Linked DNA regions of Mus musculus: all the other regions are linked to region 4. A link is a contact called in public HiCAR-type, HiChIP or PLAC-seq and promoter capture Hi-C data. All regions are on one chromosome and are shown on one strand. The core of a region is the stretch at or near the end of the contact, and the rest is flanking DNA. Distances in the headings are between cores, read along the strand shown.

Region 1 (2,700 bases), core at 7-2,506, 2.6 Mb after region 4:
TAATATTTTGATCAAATCACAATTTGCCTGTTGGAGGTTGAACACACATTTGTCAGTTTCCAAACGATTTCTTTGTGAAGTCAGACATCCTTATTCTGCAGGCGTTCAAACTTTTCAGATCGCTGCCACATACCCAGGGAGTCCACTTTCCTTATTATCTTTGAAGAGCTTGCTGGTTAGGTGCAAAAGGGGAAGTTGGAAGTCAGCCCTGCAAGGACGTGTTTTCTGTGCCCTGTAGCTTCCCCACAGCAGGGGGCGCTGCAGTCGTGTTCATCATAGTCCAAGGGAGCGACCAGGGCAGTCAGAAAGGGAACCAGGCAGGAAGGGGGTGTGGCAGACAGCTCTCGGATCTCTTTGGTCATGCAACTTTAGTACCCAGCGCTCCTTCTGCCCAGACCATTCTTCTGCACCGTATTTCATCATGTTGGATGCCTTCCATCCAGTCTTGCATCCGGGCGGAAAGGAAAGGGCATTAGCTTTCCGCTCTGCTGGGTTTAAGGATGCCGTTGTAGAGGGTTGCATTAGCGTGGTCTCTTCTATAGTCTCAGAGTCAGCTTGACAGTCCTGAACCACTAAAGACACCCATCCCCACGCAATTTCTGAGGAACGCGTGGGTGTTTCTTACCTTCTTGCCTCTCCTCTTTCATTTCCTGGATCCCTTTTCATGATCTTACTGCGGGGCACGCGTCTTTCCACTAATATTAATGTCGACCGTCACGGCGTGGCCTCGGAAAACTCTCTCCTAAACGCTGCTTCCCTGGCTCTTCAACAGGCCCTTCCATCCCAATTCAGCTCACGCATCGCGCGCGCGCGGGGCAATAGATCCTTAGTGTCAACCGAGGTTGCCAGCGCTCTGCAAACCTGTTCTACCTCTCCGCGTCCCGAGAAGTCTCTCCAGCTGACCAGTCTTTTGCCTGACAGCTCTTGGCACTAGACGTTTGGCTTGCGATCTAGAGCGTGCAAAGCGCCTCCCCGCAGCACTGGGCAAACCATTGACTCCTCCTGTCGCCTCTCTCCTCCATCTCCCAGAGCCCAGGGCACACTCTAGCTATCGTTTTGGGCAATCTTCCAAAAGTCATCTTTGTCCTGGGCTTTGGGGGAGGCTTTCCAGAGTCAAAAAGAAGGTGAAGGAAGATGAAGAAGAGAGTGGGGCCAGAGTACCAGGCTGGAGCAGCTAGAAGAGTGGGCGGAGCCTCCAGCCAGTGGGGGTAGACAGGGAGGAGTCTGCGGGGAGGATCTGGGTGGAGAAAGGGGCCGGGCTAGCTTAGGGTGGTGGGCTGGCCACGCAGGCGCGTGGGGCCGCGACGAGAACCCCACGCGGGAGCTTTTGGAGTCCCCAGTCGCCGCTTCTCACTTCACTGGAGAGGGGTCCGGGAGGGAACCAATAAAGAGTGAATGTGCCGCAGCCGCGGTGGCGGCCGAGTTGCTGCGAACGGCCCCGGAGTCGTGCGCCCGGGAGGCGGCGAAGGGAGGCGGTTCGCCTCGTCCCTCCCACCCGCCCCTTTCTCTCTCGGTCTCTCTCTCTGTCTCTCCTTTCCTCCCGCTGGTCCCAGATCCTCGCTCTGTCCAGCCCTTTGGTCCCCCCTCTTGCACTCTTCTATCTCCGCAGTCCTTTACCTTAGGGCGTCCCAAAGTGCCATGGGTTAGGGTGGGGACCGCGAGCCGCGGGAAAAGGACAAGCCCCGATTCTCCGCCGGGGGGCGTGAAGCCGATCGCCGCTTGCCTCTCGCGGTTGTCGGGTATGGGGAGAGCGGTGTGAGCCCGCAACCCCCGGAGCACGCAGGAACAGCGGAGCCCGGCGCCCCGAGGAGGAGCCCGGGATCGGAAGAAGGAGAGGAGGGAGGACGAGGAGGCGGGCGGGGAAGCCGGGGAAAAGTGCAGCCAAGGAGGAGAAGGCGGCGGAAGGTGGGGATTGATGCTTCTGTTTTTTGTTGCCGCTGCTGCGCTCGCGCTGGGAGCCAAGCCGGAGGGAAGGCGGTGGAGAGATGATTGCAGAGTTGGTGAGCAGCGCTCTGGGGCTCGCCTTGTATCTCAACACCCTGAGTGCTGATTTCTGCTACGATGACAGGTAAGTGGGTGAGAGAAAGGGGCAATGGCTGCGGTGCGACGGGGGTGGGGTGGGGGCTCCTCGGTGGCTCTGGTACTGCTTGCTGTCAGGCTGAAGCGCGTCTTGGGGGCGGGGTTGGGGGGACAGGTATCTGCACCTGAAGGTTTAGGCGACACGGAAACCGTAACACCTAAAGCAAACAGCCGGGACGGACGCAGGCGCGCTGGGCGGGCCGAACGAGTTTCCGCTCCTACTTTGCAGCAGGTTCTTGCTTGCTTCTTGCTGGTTGGCAGGCGCTTAAGTTTCTTTGCGGAAATCCAGGCAATTTGGAAGACTGTTTAATGAACCCACGTTAAACAAACAACCAGCCAAAGTAAAAATTCCAATAACAATCCTTGGTATACCTTGGTGCAAAAAAAAAAAAAAAAAAAAAAAAAAAAAAAAGAAAGAAAGAAAGAAAGAAAGAAAGAAAAAGCATATTAAGCGATTTTACGTGTGGGCTGGAAGGAAGCACCTCTGCACCCCTAGAAGATCCTCCCCGTGTGGTTTCCTTTTATTGATAGGACACTGATTTCTCGAAGTTAAACGCACATATGACAGTTGCCAAATAGAGGAAAGAGCGCGCGTACTCTGAGTCAACTTTCTCTTTGACG
Region 2 (2,700 bases), core at 14-2,513, 2.8 Mb before region 4:
TAAGCAAACAGTGTTCCAGAGACTCATGGGATGTATACGTCTATGGCAACCTGGCTATAAAAAGTGGGGTCAAACAGCCTTGAGGAGTAATGAAGGAATTATCAGTAACAATTACAAGGCAATGGCAGAGAATAGGGTCCCAAATGTCACTTGTATGCAGTGTTGAGATTGTATGAGTCTCTCTTTTGAAATCTACCGTTTAAATCTTTCTTGAAGAATCTGGGTACAAGAATCACTTCCTTTTTGGATTCTTTGGTTTTATGTAAGTAGAGATTAAGCACGCATTGAAAAAGTCAATAATTTAACTATTTTCGCTGCCCAAGTTAAAAAATTACTACACCCAGCCCCCCCCCCGCCCCGAACTGAAAAGCATTTAATAAAGTAAAAATGTATGCGACTCAAACAAAACAGGTCAAACCAAATATTTACTCAAAAAGTAATCAGGTAAACAAATAAAGTTCAAAGTCCTGGCTTCCAAGGGGGCAGAAGTTTCAAGAGCTCTCCCCTCACCTCACCCCTTACCTCACGGATGCCTATAACTATTATCTAGCTCTGAACCCATACTGTGACTTTTAGGACCTGTTGCAGAATTTCAGAACCAAGCAATGCTGTATCCTTGTTTGTACTTTAAAGGTAGAAAGCACCAGGAAAAGCTAGGAATGTTCAACTAGAATTTCACTATGGTTCCTTCTGTGCCGGGTGGGCAGAGACCACCGAACAAAGGCGATGGCCAGGAGCTCCGTTTCGCCACAGGAGAACTGGAGCTCAGAGGGTATGGAGACGCCCACCACCCCAGAGTACCCACCCAATTCCCGAGAAGGTCGTCAGGGCTGGGCAGACACACCCTTGGGGCACTGGAGCCCCGAAGCCTCTAACCCCTCCTACCCGAAGGGGAGAATCAGCCCTGGGAGGGAGCCTGGGGCTACAAAAAGAGGCATTGGCGGCCACGAGAAACTCCCAGCTCGCCTCTCTCCCAGAGAACAGGATGGAAAATTAAAGGTCACAGGGGATGATTTACCTGCCCCAAGGACATGAGGTCCCAGGGCAGGGATGGTCTGGGGGCGACAGCAGGTGTGCTAGTGGACCCCGCATTGGGGCAGAAGTGAGAGGACGGGTGGAAGCATAGTCAGGAGCAGGGGTGGAGATGACAGGGACCGCGGGGCTGCAGGCTTCCTAGGACTCACCCGAGTGGGAGGAGGGAGCACGCGGCGGGCGGAGCTAACGAGGTCTGACCGAGGAAAGCCGCGGGCGGATCCGGAGACTGGCGGGAGCGCGTGTGCCCGCTTTTAAAGACTTATGTTGGGCGTGGCCTTGTTCGCCACGCCCATCATCGGTCATGCCCCTCGGGGTGTGCGATGGTCTCCGCCCGGCCCGCTGAGCTGGGCTCCCGCTGCGGGTTTCGAGCTCTGGCCCCGAGACAAAAGACCGGAATCCCGCCTCTTCCTGCGGCTTCCCGCGCGTCCGAGTCTCCCACCGTCTCCGGCTGCTCCTACCCGCCGGTCCCGGGACGTCCGGAGCACTCAGGATCGGCCCGGAGCCAGCGAGATCCGGTGTCGCCCCGTGGGATTCCCGCCACCCTTTACTGCACAAACGCCATATGTTAGCCTCCGGGGTGCAGGACTCCCCGGTGCAGGATAGTCTCTGGTCAGAATCCCGGCTTCTGGAATCCGCAGCTTTCCTGTCGCGAAAGAGCTGCATTCCTCATCTAGACTAAACAAATGACGTTATGAAAACACCTCATTCCCCAAGTGTTTTGCTTTCCCCCACCACTCTTTGCTGAGGGGGGAAGAAACCCACAACCCACGCAGAAACCCTGGCGCCAAAAGGCTTCGGGTTTCAGTTTGCAATTGTTTGCAGTTGTCCGAAAAGTCCAGGGATGTCTCGCCGGCGAAGACAGCAGAAAGGACCTAAAATCTGGGCTTGAGGTGACATATTATTGTTCTAGACAAAAAGCAAAATAATGTCATCTCTATCTGGTTTGTATTCTAGGACATTTGGTGATCCACTTCTCTGTCATCAGTAGTGGGTTGCCCTAAGAATTAGTATTTGAAGAGTGGTGACCTCCACGCCGCAATAGGCAGCGACCAAAACTACTCCCCTCTGTCACAAATCGATCACCCCTTTCATCCAGGCGCAACATCATGCTGTTAATAGCCTAGTTCTTTGGTGGGGGTTAGGATGACTTTAACTGATAGATGCCAGTACCCTCGCGTTGCGACAATAAAAAATTTCCCGCTTACGTTGCCAAAGGCCCTGTTAGGGGGGGTAGGAGGAGGCAGAGTTGAGGAAGGCCCCTCCGGTGACAAAGTACAGGCCTGGTTTATGCCTTTTTATGTCGTATGCTGGGCCCAATCCAAAATAAGCTCGTAATTGCAGCCAGATTCTCTGTCCACCAAGGACTGTTGAAAAACAGTGCAAGTAGTGATTGACATCTCCCCCAGATTGCGGCAGGAGTTTGAAAGCATGGGTGCCTGCTGTGAGCTTTTCTAAATACCAGCAATTCTTACATTCACGATTCCGATCTGTTTGCTTTACCTCCGCAGCTTGCTGCACTTCTTACGGGAGGGGCTTCTGGTTTGTTTTCACTGAAGGAAGCAGGGTAGTTCATGTTCCCTTTTTTTCAGCAAGCGATTGTCCTTTTTCTGCTACTCCTGAGGTCCACTAGAGTTTCTCTGAGGAAGGGGCCTAAGGACTGGACCT
Region 3 (2,700 bases), core at 192-2,691, 2.8 Mb before region 4:
AAAAACTAGGAATTCTGTTTAGAATTGCATGGTTTCTGGTTTCTGCCAGGACAAAAAAAGAAAGAAAGAAAAAAAAAAAAAGAAGAAAAGAAAATCGGTCCGTGCCGGAAGGAAAAGCCCTGCTGAGAGGATACACACAGAGACAGGCAGCGCCAAAGAGACCGCTTCTTTCCCCCCACCAGAAGCAGCTATAAAATAGCATATTCATCCTTTTTCTGAGTGATTACTGCCCGTTTACCGACGAATACTAGGTCTACTTTGCCGTTTTCATTTGTTACTGGGAGAGCACAGTATTGAACGGACCTAGCCTCGTGATCTCGTCCAATGCCTTGTTACTCCTGGTTTTTCCTCACCTCCTCAGAATCGATTATGTCCAATCCAGAACCGATCTCAGCTCTCCCCAGACCCTCCTCAGATTCTTTTGGCGGGAATATAAACCTTACAAAGGGGTTTCCTCTTCCATGCCCCATCCTTTTTTCCTCTGACGTGCCTTCCTCCCGATCTACCAGTAAATCTGGCTTTGTCCGACTGCAGGTTTTTTCCCCTCTGGTGATCTTTGGCTGATTTGGCTTTGACAGGGGACTGGTTAGTATCAGAATCTCTAATCAGATCGCTCTTTGCTAAATGTTCCCTGGCGCTGTAGAGATTTACAATCCCTAGTAGCCCAAACCAGAAACAAATCCTTTCTGCAATTGTTCCATCAGCCCCCTCCCAACCCCAATATCCTCTTAAAGCCGGCTTTAATCATTTTTATCTGGGTCACACTCTAGAGCTTTCATTTTAAAAAGGTTTCACTTTTGAATCCCCGGGTCCCTATTAAAATGCAGCAGATGGGAAAGTGTGGGGCTTTGACCTTGTCAAAAGCAAGGATTTTAAAAAAAAATGCCCTAGCTCAATCGCAAAGAGGGCATCACACAACAAAAGCTTTTTCAAGGAAGCCAATTTTTTTTTTTTTTTTTTTTGTCCTTGCTTCTCCCGGTGTCCCCGAGGCACAGGTGCGGAGGCGAGGAGAACGCATCCTTGCTCTCCCAGGGTCACACCCTAAGCCCTTCCAGCCCTTGGAAGGCTCGGGACCCTGCCCTGCGCGGCTCTGGATCTCCGTCTTGTGTCGCGCGCGGCCTTTCCCGGGTGGCCGGAGCCGAGGAGCAGCAGCAGCAGCAGCAGCAGCATCGGCCTCCGACCGGGACCCGCCCCCGGGCCGCGGCGCCCACGCCCAACGCGGTCCGCTGCCCCGGCGCAGTGCAGCAGAGAGCACACTCCAGCCCCGGGCCGGGTCGGGCCGGGCCGGCGCACGCGCATCGGGACCCGCGCCCTCCGCGGCGGGAGGGGCTGAGGGGGCGTCCCGGGGGCTCGGAGGGAAGAGGAGGTGGCGGCGGTGGCGGTGGCGCCGCGTCGCCCTCATCCGGGCTCGCGCTCGCCCTCGCGCTCGCCCTCCGCCTTGCCGAGCCCCGCGAGGCTGAAACGCTTTCTCCCAGCATGCAGCGGGAGGAGGGATTTAACACCAAGATGGCGGACGGCCCGGATGAGTACGAGACCGAAACGGGCTGCGTGCCCCTTCTCCACCCGGAGGTGAGGGACGGCGCCGAGCGCCTTCCCGGGACCCTGCGGTCCCGCGGCCTCGCTCCCTCAGCCTCGCCCGGGGCGGCGGCCGAGGCGTCCGGCGCGGTGACCTGTGGCGGGACCCCGGGGGAGGCTGAAGAAAGCGAGTCCAGGCCCGAGCGCGGCGGCGAGCGAGCGGATAACGGGGGAGGAGATAGCGGGGCGGGCCCGGCCGGGGCGGGCTCTGGGACGCCGTCCCTGGCGGTGCCTGGAGGACAGAGGTGGGGATGGCGATGGTCCTGTGGTGTCGCCGCGCTGCCTGCGGGTGCAGGGGCGACGGGGGCCTGCTGACACTTTGGAACCTCGGCCGGAGCCCCTGGTCTCGCTCCAAGCCTCCCCAGGCAGGGGAGGCAGCCGATCTGCTGTTTGGTTTTAACTCTCTCCTCGTCCCCTCTTTCTCGGTGGCGGATGACACGACCCTTCCCATCAGTTCACTCGTTCCCCGGGGATCGTAGTTTTCCTGGGCAAAGTGATGTCCTTCCAGATTATGCCATAGCAACCAGCTCGCCGCTGGGGACAGCGAATTTCGGGGTGTGTTTGCCCTTAGGCTATTAAAAAGAAAAGAAAAGAAAACAACAAAAAAACAAAAAGAGAGAGGGTCTGAACTTTGGCGAATAAACGCACGCACCCATTAGCTTGTCACAAAGTAGCGCTGTTTGGGGACTGTCAGGGAGGGTAGACAGCGCAACACGTTTCCCACCGTTTTTTCTTTTGTATCTCCTGGACGGGAACAGTTTTCTCTGCCGGAGCCGTCAGGTTCTGCCCGTTGTTTACCTCCCAGTTTGTAGCTGAGTTTGTGTTTAGTAAAGGCCTGGAAGCAATTCTTTGTGTATCCAGGTTTGTTGATTATTATTATTATTATTATTATTATTATTATTATTATCATCGGTGCACGGTGAGATGCGGGGAGGGCAGGAAAGTGTAGCGCAGCTTCCTGCAGAACTCAGGTCGTGTTTTGAGGTTGAGAATGGTGTCCAGATCCGTGGTGTTCGAATAAACGTGGTTACTTTGCATTCGATTGATTTTATTTCTTCCTGGCTTTTGTGTCTTGTTTTTTTTTTTTTAATTGTAAATACAAAGGACCACTTTCGTATTAATACC
Region 4 (2,700 bases), core at 55-2,554:
ACTCAGGGATCTGTGACTGCGACCAACTTCGAGTACAGGAACCCATAGACTCCAGTTACGAGGTGGGCAAGCCCACTCGGGAAGACTTCCCTTATCAGATTCACTACCAATCCCCTCTCTTTCAGCCACTCCGGATTAGCTAATTACACCCCGTTTCCCCCTCCCCAGTGACCAAGAGTAATAAAGGAGAAAACAGGAAATCGTTCGCTCGGGGCACCCGGCTTTAAGGGTTCGGGCTTTAAGGGTTCGGGATCACTAATATCATCATCCTCATTTGTAATCAAGTCCTAAAAATGTACACCAACACCAATGCCCACCTCCAGGCCAGTGGGCTCCATCTGCCCCAAGAGTCCCTGTTAGTGGATTTTTTTTTTTCAACAACCCTCCCCGCCCCACGGTCTATCACTGACACCGGGCCTCGGCACAACCCATTACTCTCCGGCTCGGCTTGACCCAGACTACCAGACCCAGACACATGTCCACAAATGGCCCTGGAGGCCCCCAAGAGGACCACAGTCCATTCTGCCCCGCGCCCAGGAACATCGGCCGGGTCCCCCCCCAAACTGCACAGGCTGCGGGCGAGCGGCTCTGGAGGGGGGCCCGGAGCCCCGCGCCCCAGCCAGCCTCCCGCGACGGAGCCGCCCCCTCACCCGCAAGCAGGGAGTCTCCCGCCACCCCCCGGCCTCAGCCCCGGCCCCGGGCGCGAGCACCACAGCGGGCCCCGGGGTTCCGGGGTCCGGATGAGGGGACGCCGGGCACACAGACCTGGTGCAGGGCGGTGAGTCCGTCCACATTGGCGTAATTGATGTCGGCGCCGCGGTGCAGCAGCTTGAGGACCTCGTCCGTGTCGCCGCTGGAGCAGGCGGCGAGGAAGACGGCGCCATCGTCGAACTTCACCTTGGTCTTCTGGCGCTTCACCACGGGCGGCTCGAGGTCCGTCTCGGAGCCGATCCAGCGCTTCAGCTGCTCGTTCCGCTTCTGCTTCGCGTCCGCCATCTTCATCCCCTCTCCAGCCGCCGGCTCCTCTTATCGCGAGCTGGGGCGGGGGGGAAGGGGGCGGCGGCGGCGAGGGGACGCCGCCGGGGGGAGTATGCGACCGCGTCGGCGACAGAAAGAGAGAGAGAGAGAGAGAGAGGGGCCGGAGCGGAGCGGAGCCGCGAGCCGGGGAGGAGACGCTCGAGACTTCCAGTATCCCACAGAGCACTGGGGCGAGCCCGGCCGAGCGGGCCTCTCTTCCTACCACAGACGCCCTCCCGCCCCCGGCACGGCCGCCCGCCCGTCAGTCCGTCAGCCGCGGCCCGGCTGAGCGTAACTTCGCGAGATCGCGGCCGGGGAGGCGCCCTGCGGCCCAGTGCGCATGCGCGCTCCCGCCTCGGCCTGGGCCTCGGCTTCGGCCCGGCCCAGGAAGAGCTCGGGGGCCGAGCGCTGGCGGGGGCGCTACCGGAGGGAAGCGGGTGTGGCTCTGGCAGCCGGGGGCTGGGCCGCTCCTGGAAGGGAGGAGGCCGGGAAGGAAGGTTGTCTCGTCCGGCGGGACCGAGAGCTCTAGAGGCAGCCGGGTCGGGCGGCGAGGCGGGACCGGGCTGACCTGCCTGCCTCCTCCCGGGCTCGGCGGGCCGCGCGAGGCGTCTGCCCGGGGCGGAGGGTTTTCCTATTGGCTGCGTGATTTGAATGGAGAGGACACGGGTCGTGCATTAGGTGCTTGTGGGGGTTGCTCTTCCCGAGGAACTCGGGGGGAAACCCGGGCGATCCTGATGAGAGCGTTTTAAAAGTGGGGTCGGAGTCGTCTCCACGGCCCCGGTGGCATTGACCGAGGTGATCGCCTACTGGCAGGGGATGGTGACCTGCGGTTAATTGCAGTGGCTTCCTGCAAACACCCACTGCAGAAATGTCTTTCCTCTTAGGCTTGCTCAGTATTGTTGTTTTGTTTTTCCCCCGTCTTTAAGCCTGTTTTGATTTCTTCTTCCTCCATCGCTTTTCGGCCTGGGTGGCACTGCCCATGAGGGCTAGTTCAGCCTTGTTAACTGCTCCTGACCTTTTAAGGGATTTACGGTTTCAGCTCCATTGCTTTCTATGGAGTAAAGACCCGGCTGCGTCTAGAATTCAAAAGGAATGTGGACGAAGGCAGTTACTTCGACTGATATTTATCCAGTACATGTCTAAAAAGTCGTGACTTCCTAGGCTCTGAAAATACAGTAAATACGATTTATTTGAGCCCATTTCTTAAATTCTTGTGTTGCAAAGAACATCATAAGGAGATTTTAGCTTTGCCTTTTCTAAACACTCTCCCGTCCCATACACTTTAGATCTATAATGTCATAAAACCCTACCACTGGTCCTTTTTGGGAATCCTGTAGACTGTGAACCCCCCCACCCCCAAAGAAAATAGTTGCCTTGCCCCTAACCGCCTCCCAGTGCTGGGAATACAGCAGTGAAAAGTTATTTTCTTACTCTTCAGCATGTTGCCTTTCTGGTAGATTAGAATAACTGAGTAAAATATGCTGGGGGAACCACCTTATAGAACTGAATATTCTGAATTTCAATGTTAGGAATAGTAATAAAATCCAAGCTAAGATAAAACTACTTCCTTGAAACACAAAACGAGTGTGCCACACATGAAATACATCTATATCTTCATAAAATGTATTGAGGATCATACCACTAGACCTCTGCACAACAATGAGAACAGTGGTGTTTGGTACT
Region 5 (2,768 bases), core at 253-2,752, 2.6 Mb before region 4:
TGATGCAGGCCAGGGTGGTTTAGACATTGCTGAGTGTGTGGCTCAGTATATCTGAAGCAGAAGGGCTGTCAACTATTCAGAGGAGCTGGTGAGGGTCAGTCACATTGACCCCTGTCTAGGAGGCAAGGCTGTAACTCTTGGGAGACATCTCTGTAGTTGGTCCATTAGGAGGAAGGTGGTGTTTCTCAGCATTCGGACATTAAATCCAGTATTTACAACAACAAAATCCTGTTCCAGGGAATTAACGCTTTCTAATTTCTTCCAACATTAATTCAACTGCCCTTGGGATCTCTAGGCATCACAAACTTCTGATCACTGCATCCAGAATGCACCTTTGGCTTCAGAAGCTGGTTCCAACACTAATGACTTAAGAGGAGCCGAAACAAAGGTCGCAATGGCCCCATTCTCTAAAAACTCCTCTATAACGGCCATCACAATTATGCTGTATACGAGACGAAAGCTAGGCATCACCATCCAAAACATGCTGGAGACTATAAAGTATTTATTTGTGCTTACCTTTTGTGCGTTCTCTGCATCTTCAATGGCAAAATCTAGTCTGGTCTGCCTGGGGCTGATCAAGTCTTTTAGTGTTAAACAATTCACCTCCATCTGGAACACACAACTATATCAGAAAATGATTTTACATTTATTTCCCCCTACAACAACAACGACAAAATGCCACTTGTGAACATCAACTTTCCCTTCCTACAGCATTCCTGGAATTTTCCAAGAATGAAGACACCCTCCATTCCTCATTAAAACTCACACGGACAAACACTTAAAATATACTTAGGAATCACTGGAAATCTGGGAAGACGAAAAAACTGAACAAAACTGCAATCCTTTATGAAAAGCAACAGGCAAAATAGTTACCAAGGAAGGAAGGTGTTAGGCAAATGCCAAGAAAGTTACAGGGTCTCCCAGGTCAGTTAATTTTGGCGCAAAGAACCGGGAGGAATTCAACTTTGAGTGGGTTTGATCTAGGGGGTAGACTGAAACCTGATCTAGAGACCAACCCATGCGGGAAGCGCTCAGCCCCTCCCTAGGCATCTAAGCACACCCCAAGTGAAACTCTTCCCAGGGGACCCCTAAATCGTGGGGGTAGGTGGTAGTGGGGACCAGCCTCCTTCACCTAGCGCTGCAGCCAGCACAACCCCAGGGGGCACTCGGACCCGGGGCCTGTGGGACGGCATCCAGGGCGGCGGGTAACCCGTCTCCGCATTCCCGCCTCCCCATCCGAGGGGGCCGCACGCTTCCTTACTGTCGCTGCGCGATGGAGGGTCTCTCCGGGGACGTCCGCAGCCGCACGCGTGAGCGGGCAGAGCGTGTAGATCTCAGCGGCCGGCTGGCGACATGGGCAGGGCAGGGCAAGGCTCGCAGATCCTCCGCTCCACCCGCGGTGTCCGCGTAGCGACAGCGTCTCCTACCCGCCTAAGCCAAGCTCCAGCCCTGGATCGCGGTCCCCGCTAAAACACCTCCTCTGGCGCCTTGAGACTGAATTTGAGCATTCACCAATGCGCGGCGGCCGGCGGGGCGGTGCCGACCAATGGCGCGGCGGCACGGCCCGAAGCCCCGCCCCTCGCTGTCTTGGCGCTCGGCGCCGCGCCTTTCCTCCCCTTCGCCCGCCCGCCGGATTGTTGTCGCCTCGCCCCCTCCCCCTTCCGGGTACCTGGAGGCGGTGACGCGGGAGCGTTTCCCGCGGGGACGCGGGCGCGGACGCGGGAAGCCGGGGCGGGGCGGCGCGGGCCGGCGCGCTCTCCGCGGGGCGCCCTTTTGTTGTGGGGGACCGACCCACGCCGGCCCCCAGCGCAGCAGATGGAGCCGGGGAAACGATCCGCACGCGCGGGATGCTGCGGACGCCGCCCTGCCCCCAGCAACCTGCGGGAGCCGAGTTGCCGGGACCTGCCAGGGCGGCTCCCTAGCACCCGGCGCCGCCAGGTGACACGTGAACCCTGGTTAGCACCTGGGCTGCGAGCAGATGGCACGCCCGTTAGCCCTGGGAACAACCCCGGCAGCCGCACCAAAGGGGGTTTTGCAAAAGGTTTCCTGGTGTTCCCTCTCCAGAGCATTAGAGATGGTCGAGAATGTGTTATTAGACAGTTTCTAGTAAGGACTAGCTTGGGGGATGGGGGAACAGTCAAGAATATCTCTGGAATATTACTGATTTCTATTAGACCTTTCACTTCCTTCGGATTCTTATTTAAAATATGAACCTAAGGAAAGACTGCTATTTTAGGCCCCTCTTGAGAAACTCTTGTTTAGAACCGTTTTGGATTTGCACAAAAAACTGAAAAGATACTTTAAAAGAGTTCACTCACATCTAGTACCCAGTTTCAGCCACTTATGTAAGTACAAAGCACTTGTTTAAGTCACTATTTATTCAGGTTTTCTTTTTACCAAATGCTTTTTTATTTCCTGTTGGAGGACATCGCTTTTGTTCATCTCTCCTAAGCTCCTGGTTCAGTTTCTTGGGTTGATCCCCAGATTTTCCCCGAGTACTGTTATTTTGTAGGGTGCCCTCAGCTGGGATTTATAACGGCCTCTTTAACACATGCCCACGAGTATTTCCCCACTTCAACGCAAAACTATCATTCTCATTACCCCGTCTTAGCCGTTCCGTGCAAAGGCCCCACCCTTCACCTCTCAGCTCTCAAAAATGTACAATGAGCCATCAGAAGAATTCAAAATATTTACTCAAGTCCTTCGGTTTTTACTCCAGTCTGCTGGTACATTCAGCCTGAAAATGGCTACCGGACTATACCTTAGAA

Evidence for each region. Promoter capture Hi-C pulls out the DNA fragments that hold promoters and counts their contacts. HiCAR-type assays count read pairs that join an accessible place to other places. HiChIP or PLAC-seq counts read pairs in DNA pulled down with a chosen protein or histone mark.
Region 1: a contact with region 4 is called in a promoter capture Hi-C map of liver, with 2.6 times the contacts expected there. The contact joins the promoter of Tmtc2 here to the promoter of Ppp1r12a in region 4.
Region 2: a HiCAR-type map of astrocytes shows a contact between it and region 4, with 3 times the contacts expected there. The contact joins the promoter of Csrp2 here to the promoter of Ppp1r12a in region 4. A contact is called at or near these places in 2 of 39 promoter capture datasets (liver and pre-B cells), 1 of 484 Hi-C or Micro-C datasets (embryonic stem cells) and 1 of 115 datasets of contacts at active chromatin or transcription factors (astrocytes).
Region 3: an H3K27ac HiChIP or PLAC-seq map of bone marrow-derived dendritic cells shows a contact between it and region 4, with 13 times the contacts expected there. The contact joins the promoter of Zdhhc17 here to the promoter of Ppp1r12a in region 4. A contact is called at or near these places in 1 of 484 Hi-C or Micro-C datasets (embryonic stem cells) and 3 of 115 datasets of contacts at active chromatin or transcription factors (astrocytes, bone marrow-derived dendritic cells and large pre-B cells).
Region 5: a contact with region 4 is called in an H3K4me3 HiChIP or PLAC-seq map of embryonic stem cells, with 5 read pairs. The contact joins the promoter of E2f7 here to the promoter of Ppp1r12a in region 4. A contact is called at or near these places in 3 of 39 promoter capture datasets (the C10 cell line, liver and pre-B cells), 2 of 484 Hi-C or Micro-C datasets (CD4 T cells and CD8 T cells) and 1 of 115 datasets of contacts at active chromatin or transcription factors (embryonic stem cells).

What each region holds. Positions count from the first base shown.
Region 1 is chr10:105,573,035-105,575,734 of GRCm38.p6, reverse strand. It overlaps Tmtc2 (transmembrane and tetratricopeptide repeat containing 2), which reads left to right and starts at 1,256. Exons shown (of 12, transcript NM_177368.4): 1 at 1,256-2,068. The coding sequence starts at 1,986. It overlaps Gm15663 (predicted gene 15663), which reads right to left and starts at 1,184. Exons shown (of 3, transcript NR_038032.1): 1 at 48-1,184.
Region 2 is chr10:110,918,739-110,921,438 of GRCm38.p6, reverse strand. Csrp2 (cysteine and glycine-rich protein 2) reads right to left here and starts at 1,263. Exons shown (of 6, transcript NM_007792.4): 1 at 1,185-1,263.
Region 3 is chr10:111,008,807-111,011,506 of GRCm38.p6, reverse strand. It overlaps Zdhhc17 (zinc finger, DHHC domain containing 17), which reads left to right and starts at 1,441. Exons shown (of 17, transcript NM_172554.2): 1 at 1,441-1,569. The coding sequence starts at 1,477.
Region 4 is chr10:108,160,702-108,163,401 of GRCm38.p6, reverse strand. It overlaps Ppp1r12a (protein phosphatase 1, regulatory subunit 12A), which reads right to left and starts at 1,304. Exons shown (of 25, transcript NM_001368736.1): 1 at 766-1,304. The coding sequence starts at 1,002.
Region 5 is chr10:110,744,173-110,746,940 of GRCm38.p6, reverse strand. It overlaps E2f7 (E2F transcription factor 7), which reads right to left and starts at 1,502. Exons shown (of 13, transcript NM_178609.5): 1 at 1,262-1,502; 2 at 517-609. The coding sequence starts at 609.